Regions from separate parts of the Mus musculus genome. Here region 1 is linked to region 2. Evidence: chromatin contacts called from public promoter capture Hi-C data. All regions are on one chromosome and are shown on one strand. The core of a region is the stretch at or near the end of the contact, and the rest is flanking DNA. Distances in the headings are between cores, read along the strand shown.

The links. Promoter capture Hi-C pulls out the DNA fragments that hold promoters and counts their contacts.
Region 1: a contact with region 2 is called in a promoter capture Hi-C map of hippocampal neurons, with 3 times the contacts expected there. The contact joins the promoter of Syn2 here to the enhancer-like site in region 2. A contact is called at or near these places in 5 of 39 promoter capture datasets (cranial neural crest, embryonic stem cells, epiblast stem cells and 2 more), 41 of 484 Hi-C or Micro-C datasets (the AtT-20 cell line, the G1E-ER4 cell line, the HL-1 cell line and 25 more), 11 of 115 datasets of contacts at active chromatin or transcription factors (PVALB interneurons, astrocytes, bone marrow-derived dendritic cells and 6 more) and 3 of 9 other capture datasets (adipose tissue, macrophages and pancreatic islet).

Annotation. Positions count from the first base shown.
Region 1 is chr6:115,133,156-115,137,064 of GRCm38.p6, forward strand. It overlaps Syn2 (synapsin II), which reads left to right and starts at 1,747. Exons shown (of 13, transcript NM_001111015.1): 1 at 1,747-2,305. The coding sequence starts at 1,926. It overlaps Gm17733 (predicted gene, 17733), which reads right to left and starts at 1,680. Exons shown (of 2, transcript NR_132436.1): 1 at 1,460-1,680.
Region 2 is chr6:115,062,608-115,066,941 of GRCm38.p6, forward strand. No RefSeq gene overlaps it. Among named protein-coding and RNA genes, the nearest start is that of Gm36190, 2.4 kb to the left of the region's middle. Within about 2 kb of position 3,069, at least 9 of the 459 cell types and tissues checked have an H3K27ac peak or open chromatin away from gene starts, as enhancers often do. A contact at or near this core is called in cerebral cortex, cortical neurons, forebrain and 1 more, where this site is marked.

The DNA of each region.
Region 1 (3,909 bases), core at 497-2,996, 69 kb after region 2:
GGTGCCATATTCCCTGGAGCTGTGGTTACAGGTCATCATAGGTCACTTGACCTGGGTGTTGGGAACCAAACTTGGCTCTTCTGGAGGAGTAACAAGTGTTCCAAACTACAGAGCCTTCTCACCAGTTCTGTTAACTTTTACCACACGTCTCAAGACCCATCTTAAACATTACTTCCTCTGAGCAGCCTTTCCTGAGCCTCAGCGGTGAATGAATCCTGTGCCTTTGTTGCTCCTAAACCACCTTATCCAACTGATTTACAGAATTTCTCACATCTCATTGTGGGTAATTGTTGTCTCTAGTTATGAGTCCTTAGCTCTTAGTTGTGAGTTTACCTGAGACAAGGGTTGCTTTCTAATTTTATTGGTTATTTTCACAATTGGCTGCAGGCCTCTCTGATGCTATTGGCTTAGACCTGAGAACCAACTGGGATATACAAAACAGGAACACCCTGCTAACATTAGTGTCAAGACCCTCACTGATTCCATTCAGACTAGCTAATACTACTGAGAAATAAGAATAAGGACTTAGGCCCCACTACTGGCTTATCTACTGCGTACCAGACGCTTTACCTACATGTTCTCATTTACTCCAGCAGCTTTGAAAAGTGCTATCTGTTTTTATTAGCTGTGGAAGAAAAAGGTTCAAGGGAGTAATTTGCCCAAAGTCGTGCATCACTCCAGGTGGTCTGCCTGTCAAGTACATCTGCTACATTTTGTCCAGATACAAATGTAGGGGACTAATATACCTGAAGACAGATCAAAACAAAGGTTCAAAGAGCACACAAAATTTAGAGAGTGCACAGAGAAGTTGGTAGTCAGATAAACCTTCATGGAGATGGTCAGTTAGGGGACTAGGTCGCCCTACAACACTGGGGAACAATGTATGTCAGGGAAGCAAATTGAGGGGGTAGCCTTGGCTATCTGTCTGAGGGATCCTGAAAAGACATTTTCAGTCTTCTCGGGCTCTCTTGCGCGCGCGCGTGCTCTCTCTCTCTCTGGTCAGGGAGAGAATTGTGCACTATTAAGTGGGGCACAGAAATTGCCTCCTAATGTCCTCCAGGGCAGTGTGGAGAGGGTCTGCTTAGGTTCCTTCTTCCTCAAGGAGGGTGAGGTAGCCCTCTACTTCATTGTGGTCTGGACTCCCACCTTTTGGGTCAGGGAGAGGTTTTTCCCATTCAGCACGGGTAGGCAGCTTTTATTCATTCATTCATTCATTCATTCATTCATCCATCCATCCATCCATTCATTCATTCAGGTCTCAGCATACAAGGTGCGCATTAGCAGCAACAGATTAGTCCATTCCTTCTCATCTGAAAGTTGGGGACTTTGGCATCATTTTCCTGAGCTTCAGGAAAGGAAATGCTTCGCTTTGCTCACTGAATGGTGGTCCTGGGTGTGTGTGCGCGCGCACACACACGCCAGAGCGGGTGGAGGGGCAGGTGTAGCTCTTTTCTCTCACCTCAGGGTAGGGAAGCTGACACCTCTCTTCTAACTAGATGGTATTAGGATGGTGTCTTCGTCTGGAACTGGGACACGACTCTCCTCTTGAAACCACGAAGGTGATGATGGTGGGAGACTCTCGGCTTTCCTTCCCTCCACACTGCGAGAGCTCCTGGTTCCCACACAGTCACGCTCAGGTGGCGGGAGGGGACACTCTCCCTTCTCTTTGCGCCAGAGCCTGAAAAGGCGGGGGACGCGCGAGTAGGCGGGGGCGGAGCAGGCTCTGCGGAGAGGGGCGGAGACAGAAGTAGTCACGCCCTCGGCACCGCCCACTGCTCCCTCGCTAACAGGCTCGCTCCCCAGACCCAGAGCGCCGCGGCTGTCTGCTGGGCTCCCGGAGACGCGGACCACCTTCGGTGTCCCCGCGCCGTCCTCCCCGCGCCGCTTGGCCCGCCGCCTCGAGCGCCCTCAGCCCCTCAAGCCAGATGATGAACTTCCTGAGGCGCCGGCTGTCGGACAGCAGCTTCATCGCCAACCTGCCCAATGGCTACATGACTGACCTTCAGCGCCCGGAGCCGCAGCAGCCCCCTCCTGCCCCTGGCCCCGGTGCCGCTACGGCGTCGGCGGCCACCTCAGCTGCCTCGCCCGGTCCCGAGCGCAGGCCGCCACCCGCCCAGGCACCCGCGCCGCAGCCGGCGCCGCAGCCCGCGCCGACGCCGTCGGTGGGCAGCAGCTTCTTCAGCTCGCTGTCGCAAGCGGTGAAGCAGACGGCCGCCTCCGCCGGCCTGGTGGACGCGCCCGCACCTTCGGCCGCTTCCAGGAAGGCCAAGGTGCTGCTGGTGGTCGACGAGCCGCACACCGACTGGTAGGCCCCTGCGGGGTCCGCCGGGGGCAGGGTGTGAAGATGGACCCTCGAGGTCACCCGGGAGAGCACCGGGGACGAGCAGGTGTCTGTGTGTGGGAGGGGCGAGGGCAGGCGTTGACCTCCCAGAGACATGGGTCCTAAGGTAAAGGACTCGGTGGCCTCCAGGCCGGTGGCAGAGCAAGCTACTTCATTAAGCACCAATGGAGCTTAAAAATAGTGATAAGTCGACCACGCTCTAAAGGAAGGCCACACAGCCAAGAATATTTGGGCAGCACATATTGGCTGTGACAGTGGTGGTGGGGACACCACAAAGTTGGGAAGGAAGAGAAGGAGGGATGGATCTGGAAAGAGCTGGGGGAGGGAGGGTGAAGATGATCAAAACAGGTTGTACAACATCCTCAAAGAACTAATAAAAAACAAAAACAAAACACAAATACTTATGGTGGGGGGGGGGCAGGCTTAACAGTTTAGACGCATACAAGCTAAGGTGAAAATGGACCCAGATGGCCATCAAAATAAAGGACACCAAAAAAGATTCTAGTCTGCAAGGTTTGGAATGAGTTGGGAGTGGATATTAGTATTTAAGTTGGATAGGTGTTTTTGTTGTTGTTATTGTTTGTTTGTTTTGTTTTAAACCTGTACCTGTATTGATATCAAGGTGGGTTAGATCACAGGTGTCTCAGAGTGTGATTGACATCTGTTTAAAAATAATGAGATTATTATATATATGCAACAGGGAGGGGATATATGTTTTAAAAATTTTGTTCTCTCTCTTCCCTTCTCTCCCTCCCTCCCTCCCTCCCTCCCTCCCTCCTTCCCTCCCTCCGTGTGTGTGTGTGCGTGTGTGTGTGTGTGTGTGTGTGTGTGTGTGTGTGCGCGTGCGTGCGTGCATGCGAGCATGCGTGCTCCTGTGTTTGTGTGTAAACGATGGTGGCTTTTTCAGCTGGATGATGAAGACCTAAGTAAAAACATTACATATTGTTAAAGGGCACAAATAAAATGATTGGCCTTAATGCAGTAAAGGGGAAACTTCAAGAATGCTTTTCTTTTCTTTCTTTCTTTTCTTTTTCTTCTTTTAAAAAGAGCTATAGGGAATGGGGATGATTGGGGAAGGTGTTAGGTTTAGTTGAGAAACACATGAATGAGGTCCACTGAAGACTAATTAAGAGCTTCAGAGTGGTTCCTTTGATGCAGTAGGACGCTGACTTAAGCGATGGTGGATGGTGGGCTGACTGGTGGGTATGGAACCATGAAAAGGCCAGAGCCTTAGGTGTTTTTTCCTTTGGAATGTGAGGGAGCAATTTTTGTTTTCCTTTTCCTAAGGGGATGAGGTTGATTGGTGCCTGCACCTGAGAATTCTTCCCAAGAGGAAGACACAGGGACCCCAGAGCTGTTTATTTCTCTTGTAGCTGCTTTCCTGTTGTGCTTTCTCTGCCATTCCTTCACTGAGAGACTTGGAGGGAGGGAGGGAGGGAGGGAGAGAGAAAGAGAGAGGAGAGAGAAAGAGAGAGAGAGAGAGAGAGGGAGAGAGGGAGAGAGGGGGTGCTGGGATGAACTGGTGGAAGTGACATGTTACCTGGAGCTGTAGGGCTTCCTGCTGTTAC
Region 2 (4,334 bases), core at 1,819-4,318:
GGGTGGGGGACAACATTTGAAGTGTAAACAAATAAAATAGCCAATCAAAAAAACAGATGTCATATTATAAGAGGCCTGCCGACTAAGAAGCGTGATTTTCACCCTGAGGCCAATGAGCAAAGACTAAACAGTCTTAAAGGAAGCATGTGACACAGTTGGTGTCCCCCCTCCCCTCCCTACCTCCTGACTTCTGTGGAGAACAGACAGAGAAAGCAAGTGGCATAGTTTGGAGGCTGGGCAGCAATTCAAGAACAAGGTCAAAGTGACCCAGAACAGGGTCTTTGTTGTGTGTTTGGAGATGCAATTGATCAGAGGATGTGGGTTTGATATCAGTGTCCCATGTGGGCATGAAGACAGCACACAGGGCTCTGATGCTAGATATGGGTGTCGTTGTTCACCTTGTGAAGTGAGGGAAAACCTGGACAGAAATTCCAGGAAGCACGGGCACTTAAGGGACAGTCAGAGGTTGAAGATGGGAGAAGGGTTAGGAGAACTACCGCCAAGTCCCCCTCCTCTTCCTGTGGCTTCATCTGTTGTCAAGTTGGATCATGGCCAATGTGGAAAAAGATCAAGTGTGTCCACAAATTCTTTGAACTTGCATCTCTGCATCTCCAGCTGCTGACAAATAGAGGAACTATGCTGGGTAGGCTTCTTGTCAACTTGAAGCTGCAATCTTCCCAATAAGAGGGAACCTTAATTGAGAGAATGTCTCCATCAGATTGGCCTGCAGGCAAGCCTGAGGAGTATTTTCTTGAGTGAGGATTAAAATGAAAGGGCCCACGTACTGTGGGTAATGCTGTTCTGGTCAGGTGGTTCTGAGTTGTATAAGCAAGCAAACTGGGCAAAGCATGGAGAACAATACAGTAAGCAGTACTCCTCATGGCCTCTGCTTCAGTTCCTGCCTTGACTTCCCTTCATAATGAACTACAACTATAAGCTGAAATAAACCCTTTCCTCCCCAGGTTGCTTTTCGTTATGGTGTTTACCACATCAATAGAAACCTGAGTAGGATAGAGACTCACCAGATGTTAGTGAGAATTTAATGAAGGGGAGGGGAATCAAATGAATGAATTTAAGAGTATAACCCTGACATATGAGACTTTAAAAACAATGTAACTGTTCAGACACTACATCCCCAAACACGTTGTTCCAAACAGTACACTCACCCCAGTGATTATGCATCTCTGTAAATCAACAAGGAGGCTGGAAACATGGCTCAGAGATAGGGAATTGGTCCTACTCTTATAGAAGACCTGAATTCAGTTGAGACATCCGCATCAGGCAGTTTACAACTGCCTGTACCATCAGTCCAGGAAATTTGATGCACACTCATCCACAGATACATATACATACACAGAATTAAAAATAAAATGAGTCTTGACAAAGAAAGAAAAGGAATATAAGTCAGAGCAAAAGCAATGTAGAAAGAGCTTTACAGACCCTATTGTGAAGAAGCAAAATGTGCACACACACACATGCACACACACACACACACCCACACACCCATATACATGTTCACATGCTCCTGCGTGCACACACACACACACACACACACACACACACACACACATGCACACACATGCAGGTGCACACACGTGTACCCCACATGTACACACACACAAAAAAGGAAGAGGCAGCAGAAAAAAAAAAAAAAACGTGAGAGCTGGAGGGCGGGGAGGAGTGCTGTGAAATGCTGTCTTCCGCCATGGCACAGCCACTGCACTGGCGATCTCATTGTGGCTATGGTTCCCCGAACAAGATCAAGTCCCTCAGCATTCCAGCATGGATGGAAGAAGGGGTTAGGAGGCTCCAGGCCTGGCTTGGGTTGGCTACAGTCAAGATACATTGTATACATGTATGAAATTGTCAAAGAAAAAGATAGAAAAGCCTTTGAAAATTATTGAAGGCCTGCCCCATGGGCTATGGGAATGGCATGCATTGCTAGTTTTCAACATATGCTAGTGTGCAATCTTCTGGGTAAACAACATGTCTAAGGCCCTAGGATCCAGTCCTAGCATTGGAAAAACAAAGACAAAACAAAATCCATACCATTCAAAAGCAAACAACAAGTGAGGAAAAGCACAAACCAAGTTACACAAAGGGTTAGTTTAAACCCTTTAAAGGGTTTTAGTTTAAAGGGTTTCTTTAGTATGTAAGCGGCCCCCAGAAAACTAACCAACTCACCAAAGTACCAAAACTATTTAATGGAAAAAAGAAAGCAGAAGTCACAAATCAGCAATCCACCAACAAGAAAATGCTCCCAAATATTACAAGGTCTGGCTTATAATTAATCAAAGCACTCACCTTAAAATTTGGTAAGATTCTTCTCTTAGCCATGCTGGTAATGCATTTCAAAGCTTTGAAACATATATAGCCTTTGAGCCAGACATTCTATTTTTTGAGGCTTGTTTTAAGGAAATAGTTAGAGATATACAAGAAATATATAACTAAGAAAATATGAAATGCAGTGTTTTGTGTTTTTTTTTTTTTTTTTCTTTTTGGTTTTTCGAGACAGGATTTCTCTGTATAGCCCTGGCTGTCCTGGACTTACTTTGTAAGCCAGGCTGGCCTTGAACTCAGAAATCTCCCTGCCTCTGCCTCCGGAGTGCTGGGATTAAAGGCGAGCACCACCACCACCCGCGGCACAGCGTAATTTTAATATCAACAATGGAAACAAGAATTGTTTTCCTTGGACCTTAGACAGAGCTTTAATGTTTTTGTTTTTATTTTTTCTATTTTCTACCTTCTACAGTAATGATAAATAGCCTCTGTAATCCAGAAAACAAACAAAGGCTGCTTTTTGGAAGGGGGTGGGGGGAGATCCTAAAATACAAATACTCTTTTGGAGGGCTGCCACTGTTCAAAAAATTTTCCAGAGCTTTCTCTTCAGCAGTCCTCAGACCGAGTTTCTAAAGCACGTACAAAATTGTTCTCATTATTCTGAAGTCATCCGCTTCATTTTACATAAATACAGCTGTGATTCATGTCCATCGCCCACCTTATTCATCTGCCTCTATACCAAAACGACTTCAGGGTCTTGTGGGGGAAAAACAGTCTCTCAAAGAATGAATTTCCCTTCCCTGCCGAATGGGGAGAGAATACTGTCTAGTTTTAGGTATACATATATCTGCTCAGCAGTACTCAGCATATGGAATTCAATAAATAGTACTGGTTGTTGTTATCATTCGCCTATTTGGCTTTATTTATTTCTGCAGTTGTCTAGGAAGCCAGATTGCTGCGGCCAGATGGGTGAATTCTCCAGCCAATGATTTTGCTAAAATACTAACTCATTCCATCAGTTATTCTGGGTGGACACTCTAACTCCTACCTTAAAATGTCAGGCTTCCAGGACCCCAAGAAGCAAATGAATACTGTCAGGGAAATGCAGCAACACCCACAGGGCGGTGGGAGTGGACACCCACTGTTATCCCTCCAGGCCCCTTAAATTATGATGTTTAAGATATACAGCATTGAGCTTGGGCCGGGCTGAGCATTGGTCTGCTCGCTACCGCCCTCTAGGGGTAAGGAGAGGAAATGTCGCATCTCCTGCTTGGTTGTACCTTTTGGAGAAGGCTGTGAATTGTAAAGGGTCACCTACAGGGGGAACTAGAGCTCCTCTTCCCCACTGAGTCTGCAAGGAGGTGACCACCTTTGGCATGCAGCACACCCCTGTAACAATGTCTGCTGTAGCTCTAACCTTGTGACCTTAATTAGTCATTTTCCCCTCTCTAAGCTTTACCATCTGTTTAAAGTGGGGTCAGCATGATGACCCCACTTTAAACATGGGATTTTCATGGGATTGTTACATAATGACTTAAACATGGGATTTTCATGGGATTGTTACATAATGACTTAAGATAGCAAAAATTACCACCAAAAACAAGGCCAGGAACATTGCAGGTGCTCCACATATGGCACCTCTACTAAAAGATGCCAAGCATGTGATCAGACCATTCCAGAAGGTTTTAAAGAGATTGAAAATAGAACTAGAGGGGAAACTCGCTTGGTTTCTTCTTCCTTTGTAACTTGAGGTTTGTATTGCTCTGTCTTCCCTCCATGAGTCCCATGATAGGGATGACTTCCCCAGATGAGGCAGAACAGGGAGGAACGGTCGGTGGGAGATCAGGACATTCTTTTTCACTATCAAAAAAGACAGAATGTGACTCTGGACAAAAGGAGCCAAGGACACCAGTTTTTCATTTTGTACACTCAGTCTGATGATGGGTGGGGATGAACACATTGAAAAGGAATCTGGGGACCCAATGAAGAACGGGCACTATGATCGACTAGTAATGTCTGCTTTGGTTTCAGGACGGGTGGCTGGTGGCACGTAC